Linked DNA regions of Mus musculus: region 1 is linked to region 2. A link is a contact called in public Hi-C data. All regions are on one chromosome and are shown on one strand. The core of a region is the stretch at or near the end of the contact, and the rest is flanking DNA. Distances in the headings are between cores, read along the strand shown.

Region 1 (3,244 bases), core at 75-2,574, 38 kb before region 2:
TCTGACTGACGTTTTGAAAATTGATTTCAAACGGCGTTCGGGTGCACCTGCTCGGAATGCCCGGCTGCCAGAAGGCCACCACCGATAGCGACAGGCATCCACGATGTATGAGGTGGTGGGTGAGGAAGTTGCCGCTGCTCCGCGCGTCTTGTCTCAGCTAAGCTTACACCGAGGCTGAGGAGGGGCCACGGGTGGATTTGCTGGAGAGGAAACTCCGTGCACAGCTGGCTTGGCGCTGCAACCCCAGGCCCAGAGGGCAGGCTGAGCCTGGGAAGTCTGCCTGAGAGATGCTTTGACGCTCCCCTCGCTTCCCAGTGCAGGGCTCTGAGCCTGGTATACTGGGTTGCTGGTTGCAAAGCCCAGGGAGCTGAGGCCAGCCACTTGGTCTAGTGGAGGAAGCTTCCAGACAGACCCGGGGGTTGGCTCGGCCCCTGTGGTCACGAAGAGAGAAGGAGGAGGAGGACGACGAAGGAGCTGGGTAAAGGTTCAGGCGACTAGCCAAGACCAGGCTTTGCGGACACCAGAGGCAGATGGGCAAGCTCCCACTGACCCACCCTACGTCGGAAACCAGACCAGCCTTCCTGGCACCAGGCTGATCGCCGCCTCCCCAAAAGGAGGTGGAGGGTGGAGGGCTTAGACCCTCCGGTGGCGGTGCGCACACTCAGCCGAGCCCTCTTCCCCGAACCCCGCCTAGACGCTGCCCAAACAGGTGCCCCTTGGACCGTTCCCCTCCCCCAGCACGCAGACCCCGGCTGGACAAGTGGGGTGGGGGAACTTGCGCAGAGGGCGGCGCGCGCCCTGGGACCGTCTCTGGCTGTCGCCAGCCCTGTCCCCGTCATCCGGAGCCGCGTCCCCACGCCTGCCACGCGCGTGCACACACACGCGCGCACACTCACACACTCACACATTGCTCCCACACTCGCCCCGCGCAGACCCCGCCCTGGCCCCGCCCCGGCCCCTGCGGGCGGCCCCTCCGGCGCCCGCGGACCCCGCACGCTGCGCGCGCCTGGCGGGAGGCGCTGGCGGCGACTCAGGGTACATTTGATTTTCCCGCAGTCCAGGGCACCCCGGAGCCGGAGCCCTAGCAGAGGACGTGGCGCTGCGCCCCAAGCCCGAGGCGGCTCAGTCCTCGTCCCCCATCCCCGAGTCCCCACGCCCCCTCAGGGGACCCCTCCCCGCTGCGCCTGGGTTCCCTCGCCGCGCCCCCCCTCCCCGCAGCAGCTCTCGCGCCCCGTTTCTCCTCGGGCCCCCGCTCTCCGCCCTCTTCCCGCTCGCACTTCCCACGCCCCCTCTTCGCGCTCCTCTCCTCCCCTGGCCGCCCAGCCCAGGGCTGCAGCCGCTCCGGAGGAGGCGTGAATCGCGCAGGAATATTGACTAATTTGGGTGGGGTGGGGGGACGGTGGGCGATGGAGCAACCCGAGGACATGGCGTCGCTCAGCGAGTTCGACTCCTTGGCGGGCAGCATCCCGGCTACCAAGGTGGAGATCACGGTGTCATGCAGGTGAGCCGCCCGCGGTTCGGGGGTGGGGGGGGACCCTGCCCCGCCCCTGGGCCGGAATCCCTCTTTCTCTGTAGCTTTCAGCCTTTGCTTAGCGAGCCTGCTTTTCACTGTTCTCGTCTCCCGGGCGCCCCGCTGCCTGTCTTCGGAGACCCCCTGCCCAGCGGCGGGTGGCGATGGCTGAATGGGCAGCCAGGCAGGGGTCAGGTTCCCAGAAAGTTTGCATTCGGAGCTGTTGCTTCCAGGACAGGAGGAAGACACGGAAACAGGGGTCCCAGCAGCAGAGTGGGAAGGGGAGGAGCCGCTCCAGGGTCTCCACTCTGGCTTTCTCCCTGATTTATCTTTCCCCAAAAGGAGAATTGAGAGGGACTGGCGCCATTCCTCCCAGGCATGACCCTCTGTGCCTCCCGTGACCTCCTTTCTCCCCCTACCCTGGCCTTTGCCCCAGCCTTCTCCCTCTCCTCCACTGTCTTAGAACCCAGGATTTGAAAGCCTCTTGCTTTAGCCTCCAGCAAGAAGGATCAACCGGGACAAGAGTCTCAGAGAGCAGGAAGCCTTGCCGAACTTAGGAGTGGTGTGGCGCCATTAAAAACCAGTAACTCTGATGGGAAAATCTTAAGCCAAAGGAGCGAAGGGCTGATGAGGAAGTGTCAGAATCCCCAGGCAAGAGGGGGAGGAAGGAGTTTGTTTTGTAGGCTGCCACCTCCAAGTCCCCAGTAATGCCATACTGGTTGGCCTTCTCTGTGGGGCTGGGCCTCTCAGGTTCTCTTAATAGGCTGCCCCGAGGCTGGACAGGCATGTGGCTGGCCCTAGGCACACTGCTTTGATAGGTTTGTGAAGAACATTGTGGTCCAGATATAACTCACTGGAGGTCCTGGCAATGGCCCATATAGCATTTCCAGAGCCCCATCGCACCCTTGTTCCAAACCACGCACCTTGGCTTTATGGTGCTGTTGGGTCAGATATTGTCCACCTCATCTCTGAGTTACTGAATTGAGACATTGGGCAAGTGTCCATATGTCCCGAGATGCTAGCCTCGGGTGTGAAAGAGGATGGATTCTGGGAAACTGCCTCCTGAGGACTTGAAGTGAGAGCTGCTGAGGTGGTGTCCCCAGCCAGGCTCTCTAGGGGACTACTGCGGTGACTCCCAGATGTGTGTCCATCCCCCACACCTCAGTCCCACACAGAGACAATTTGAACATGCCTTTACTCTGCTGGGAGCTTCCTGATGGCCCATCAGCTCTGTCTCACCTCCTCAGCTGTCAGCAGCTGTTAGCTTGCCCTCCTTCTGCACACAGCCCTGCCTCCCGCCTTCAATCACGCCTGTCGCCTTCAGACTCTTGAGTTGTCTCCCAGAGCCTTCCCACCTCTGAGCTCCTGAACAGCCTGTTCCCTACCCGGAAAGGGCTTTGTGCTTTCCACTTCCAGGGGCATCCTTTTGTCCCGAAAGACACCAGCCTACAGCACCGGCTTCTACATCTCCAGGACCCTGAGTGCAGAGCCTCTGAGTGAGCATGGGAGACGGGATCGTTCCCGTAAGAGTCTTCCACTCCATGGAGAGGAAGGGTCATAACTGTGAGACCTGGAGTCAGACATCTTGTGAGGGATTCCTCACTTGCCACTTGAGACCAACTTTAAGCCTCAGTTTCCCAACTGGGAAGTCTGCCTCCTCCCAGGAAAGCCTTGCTTACAGAGGTAGCTCACGGGCTTGGTGCACAGTGGGCCTGAGCACTACAGGGAGATAGA
Region 2 (3,432 bases), core at 205-2,704:
AGATATAATAATAAATAAAAATCTTAAAAAAACCAAAACTATATATCCACCATGTTAGGAACTATGACCGAGCAAGTTAGGTCATAATTAACCCCTTTTATAATAATAACAGTGAGTCGGGTGTGGTGGTACACACCTTTAATCCCAGCACTCGGGAGGCAGACAGATTTCTGAGTTCGAGGCCAGCCTGGTCTACAAAGTGAGTTCCAGGACAGCCAGGGCTACACAGAGAGACCCTGTCTCGAAAAACAAAACAAAAAAAAAAAAAAAAGAAGAAGAAGAACAACAACAACAACAATGGAACACATTTAGAATCAACATGGTAGCCAGGTGTGGTGGCACAGGCCTTTTTAATCCCAGTACTTGAGAGGCAGAGGCAGGGGGATCTCTGAGTTCAAGGTCTGGATAGCAAGAATACATAAAGGGATCATCTCATCTTAACAAAACAAAGAATCAGAGAGATGACACTGTAGTTAAGAACACTGGCTGCTCTTGCAGAAGACCTGGGTTTGATTCTCAGCACCCACAATATGGCTCACAACTATCGATAACTCTAGTCTTCGTGGCTTCTTGGCTTCAACTACCTCTTCTAGCTTCTAAGCCCAGAGCCTCAGGGTTCCTTGGCTGTGGAGCAGTTGGATTAATTAACTGATGCTGTGGATGAAGGGGACAGGGACGGGGATGTTGTTCAGGAGGGGCTGTGCAGGAACTGCTTGCTGGCTCCGTTTTCCCTGAGCTCACGGCCCCCTCCTTGGTTTATCTTTAAGTACCACCAGCGAGGGCACTGTGGAGTGTCTAAGCTTAGGGGGCTGGCGCTGATGGTTTCCCAGCAGCTTGTAAACATCTTCCTTTACCACCTTAGACCCCCTCCCACCTGAGATTCCCTCCTCCCTCCCTTCCTCTTCTTCCCCCTCCTCCCCGCCCTCCCCCCCCCCCATCCTTGGACACTGCAGTTTCCTTGCTTGAGGCTCTTGCCCACACTGGGGGGGCTTGGGGGCTGCCTCCCCCACCAGAGGCTGTCAGCTCCTTTTTCTTCTGGCACATCTTTGGCTGAATTCTCTCTTTCCCTAGAATCCTTGCAAGGAACCGACTAATTCTTAGCATCTGGCTGAATTAAAATAATTACATGTGAGCAGCTTTGCAACTCAGGCTTTCAGTGGGAGGATCAAAGGGAGAAGGCGGGGTCTGGAGTGGGTCTGCAAGGCGTGGGGCTTCCTGCCTTCAGCCTGGAGCCTGTGTGGGTGGCCAGGGACGGCAAAGGATGAAGCAGTTACCAGCCTGTGACAGGCTTACTTTAGTAGGTAAATGAAAAACCTTGCTCATCAGAATATTAATGCCAAGAAGGTTCCTACAGTCAGATTTGATGGAAGCATATTTGGGATCCTTGTGTAGACAGGGTGAGCCTCAGCTGTGCAGTCACCCTCACTTCCCCACGCCCACTGAGGAGACTGACAGTTCCTTCAAGGTCTTCAACTTTGAGGCTCGCTTGTTGACAAATACACCCTGTGCTAGAGATTAAGCCCAGGACCTTGCCCAGGCTAAGCAAGCACTCCACCGCTAAGCTATATACCAGCCGTCTTTTTTATTTAAAAAAGAAAAGAAAAGAAAAGAAAATCAGGGCCCGGTATGGTGGGGGCATACCTCTATCTAATCCCTGCTCCTCAGGCAGAGGCAGAGAGGCAGAGAGGCAGAGAGGGAGAGAGGGAGAGAGGAAGAGAGAGGCCCAGAGAGAGAGGGAGAGAGGCAGAGAGGCAGAGAGGGAGAGAGGGAGAGAGGAAGAGAGAGGCCCAGAGAGAGAGGGAGAGAGGCAGAGAGGCAGAGAGGGAGAGAGGCCCAGAGAGAGAGGGAGAGAGGCAGAGAGGCAGAGAGGCAGAGAGGGAGAGAGGAAGAGAGAGGCCCAGAGAGAGAGGGAGAGAGGCAGAGAGGCAGAGAGGGAGAGAGGGAGAGAGGAAGAGAGAGGCCCAGAGAGAGAGGGAGAGAGGCAGAGAGGCAGAGAGGCAGAGAGGGAGAGAGGGAGAGAGGAAGAGAGAGGCCCAGAGAGAGAGGCAGAGAGGCAGAGAGGCAGAGAGGGAGAGAGGGAGAGAGGAAGAGAGAGGCCCAGAGAGAGAGGGAGAGAGGCAGAGAGGCAGAGAGGGAGAGAGGCCCAGAGAGAGAGGGAGAGAGGCAGAGAGGCAGAGAGGGAGAGAGGAAGAGAGAGGCCCAGAGAGAGAGGGAGAGAGGCAGAGAGGCAGAGAGGCAGAGAGGGAGAGAGGAAGAGAGAGGCCCAGAGAGAGAGGGAGAGAGGCAGAGAGGCAGAGAGGCAGAGAGGCAGAGAGGGAGAGAGGAAGAGAGAGGCCCAGAGAGAGAGGGAGAGAGGCAGAGAGGCAGAGAGGCAGAGAGGGAGAGAGGAAGAGAGAGGCCCAGAGAGAGAGGGAGAGAGGCAGAGAGGCAGAGAGGCAGAGAGGCAGAGAGGGAGAGAGGAAGAGAGAGGCCCAGAGAGAGAGGGAGAGAGGCAGAGAGGCAGAGAGGGAGAGAGGCCCAGAGAGAGAGGGAGAGAGGCAGAGAGGCAGAGAGGGAGAGAGGGAGAGAGGAAGAGAGAGGCCCAGAGAGAGAGGGAGAGAGGCAGAGAGGCAGAGAGGCAGAGAGGGAGAGAGGGAGAGAGGAAGAGAGAGGCCCAGAGAGAGAGGGAGAGAGGCAGAGAGGCAGAGAGGGAGAGAGGGAGAGAGGAAGAGAGAGGCCCAGAGAGAGAGGGAGAGAGGCAGAGAGAGGCAGAGGCCCATGTGGAAAAGCAGGTACATGGTAAGTGGGGTTCAAGATAGGGTTTCTATATGTAACCCTGGCAGTCCTGGAATTTACTTTGCAGACCAGGCTGGCCTTAAACTCAGAGCTCCTCTTCCTGCCTCTGCCTCCCAAATGCTTGATCAAAAGTGTGCATCATTATGGCTAGCTGGATTTTGTGAGACCTCCCAGCAGGGGGATTCGGGAGACTTGAGGGTGGTGTTTCTCCTTGCTGCAGACTTTGGGAGAGAACAGTCATTAGAGGGAAGGAGGGAGACAAGAGGAAACCGGGTGGTAAAGTGGCTATGGAGCACAGGTCCTCCGACACGCAGCTGCATGCCGGCATCATGAAGGGTAGGGAAAGAGTGTTGTCGGTGCTCAGACAGACATGAGAATCCTCCCTAAAACACAGCATATAATTTCTTAGTCTCAGAAATAATTTTCCCTAGTTAAATACAAACAAAACAAAACAAAAAGACTATCTCTGATGCTTAAATATATGTGTGCATGCGCAATTAGGTTAACCATATTAGCCATTGGGAGATGGCTCAGTGGTAAAGTGCTCACTGTACAAGCAAGAGAGCCACAGTTCACGTCCTAAGGATCCACGCGGATGCTTACTGGGCACGGTAACCCTGTAATAGCAGCCTCTGAAGGGGGATGTGGACCACCCCC

Evidence for each region. Hi-C and Micro-C count contacts between places; a contact is called where the count stands out from the background.
Region 1: a Hi-C map of Th1 cells shows a contact between it and region 2, with 2.5 times the contacts expected there. The contact joins the promoter of Cpne5 here to the enhancer-like site in region 2. A contact is called at or near these places in 8 of 39 promoter capture datasets (3T3-L1-derived adipocytes, the HPC-7 cell line, cranial neural crest and 4 more), 37 of 484 Hi-C or Micro-C datasets (the 3T3-L1 cell line, the G1E-ER4 cell line, the HPC-7 cell line and 18 more), 14 of 115 datasets of contacts at active chromatin or transcription factors (the HPC-7 cell line, craniofacial prominence, embryonic basal ganglia and 7 more) and 3 of 9 other capture datasets (adipose tissue, liver and pancreatic islet).

What each region holds. Positions count from the first base shown.
Region 1 is chr17:29,235,870-29,239,113 of GRCm38.p6, reverse strand. Cpne5 (copine V) reads left to right here and starts at 1,324. Exons shown (of 21, transcript NM_153166.2): 1 at 1,324-1,501. The coding sequence starts at 1,407.
Region 2 is chr17:29,197,348-29,200,779 of GRCm38.p6, reverse strand. The region is part of intron 8 of Cpne5 (copine V); the gene reads left to right. Among named protein-coding and RNA genes, the nearest start is that of Cpne5, 39 kb to the left of the region's middle. Within about 2 kb of position 1,454, at least 42 of the 459 cell types and tissues checked have an H3K27ac peak or open chromatin away from gene starts, as enhancers often do. A contact at or near this core is called in the N1E-115 cell line, Th1 cells, cerebral cortex and 5 more, where this site is marked.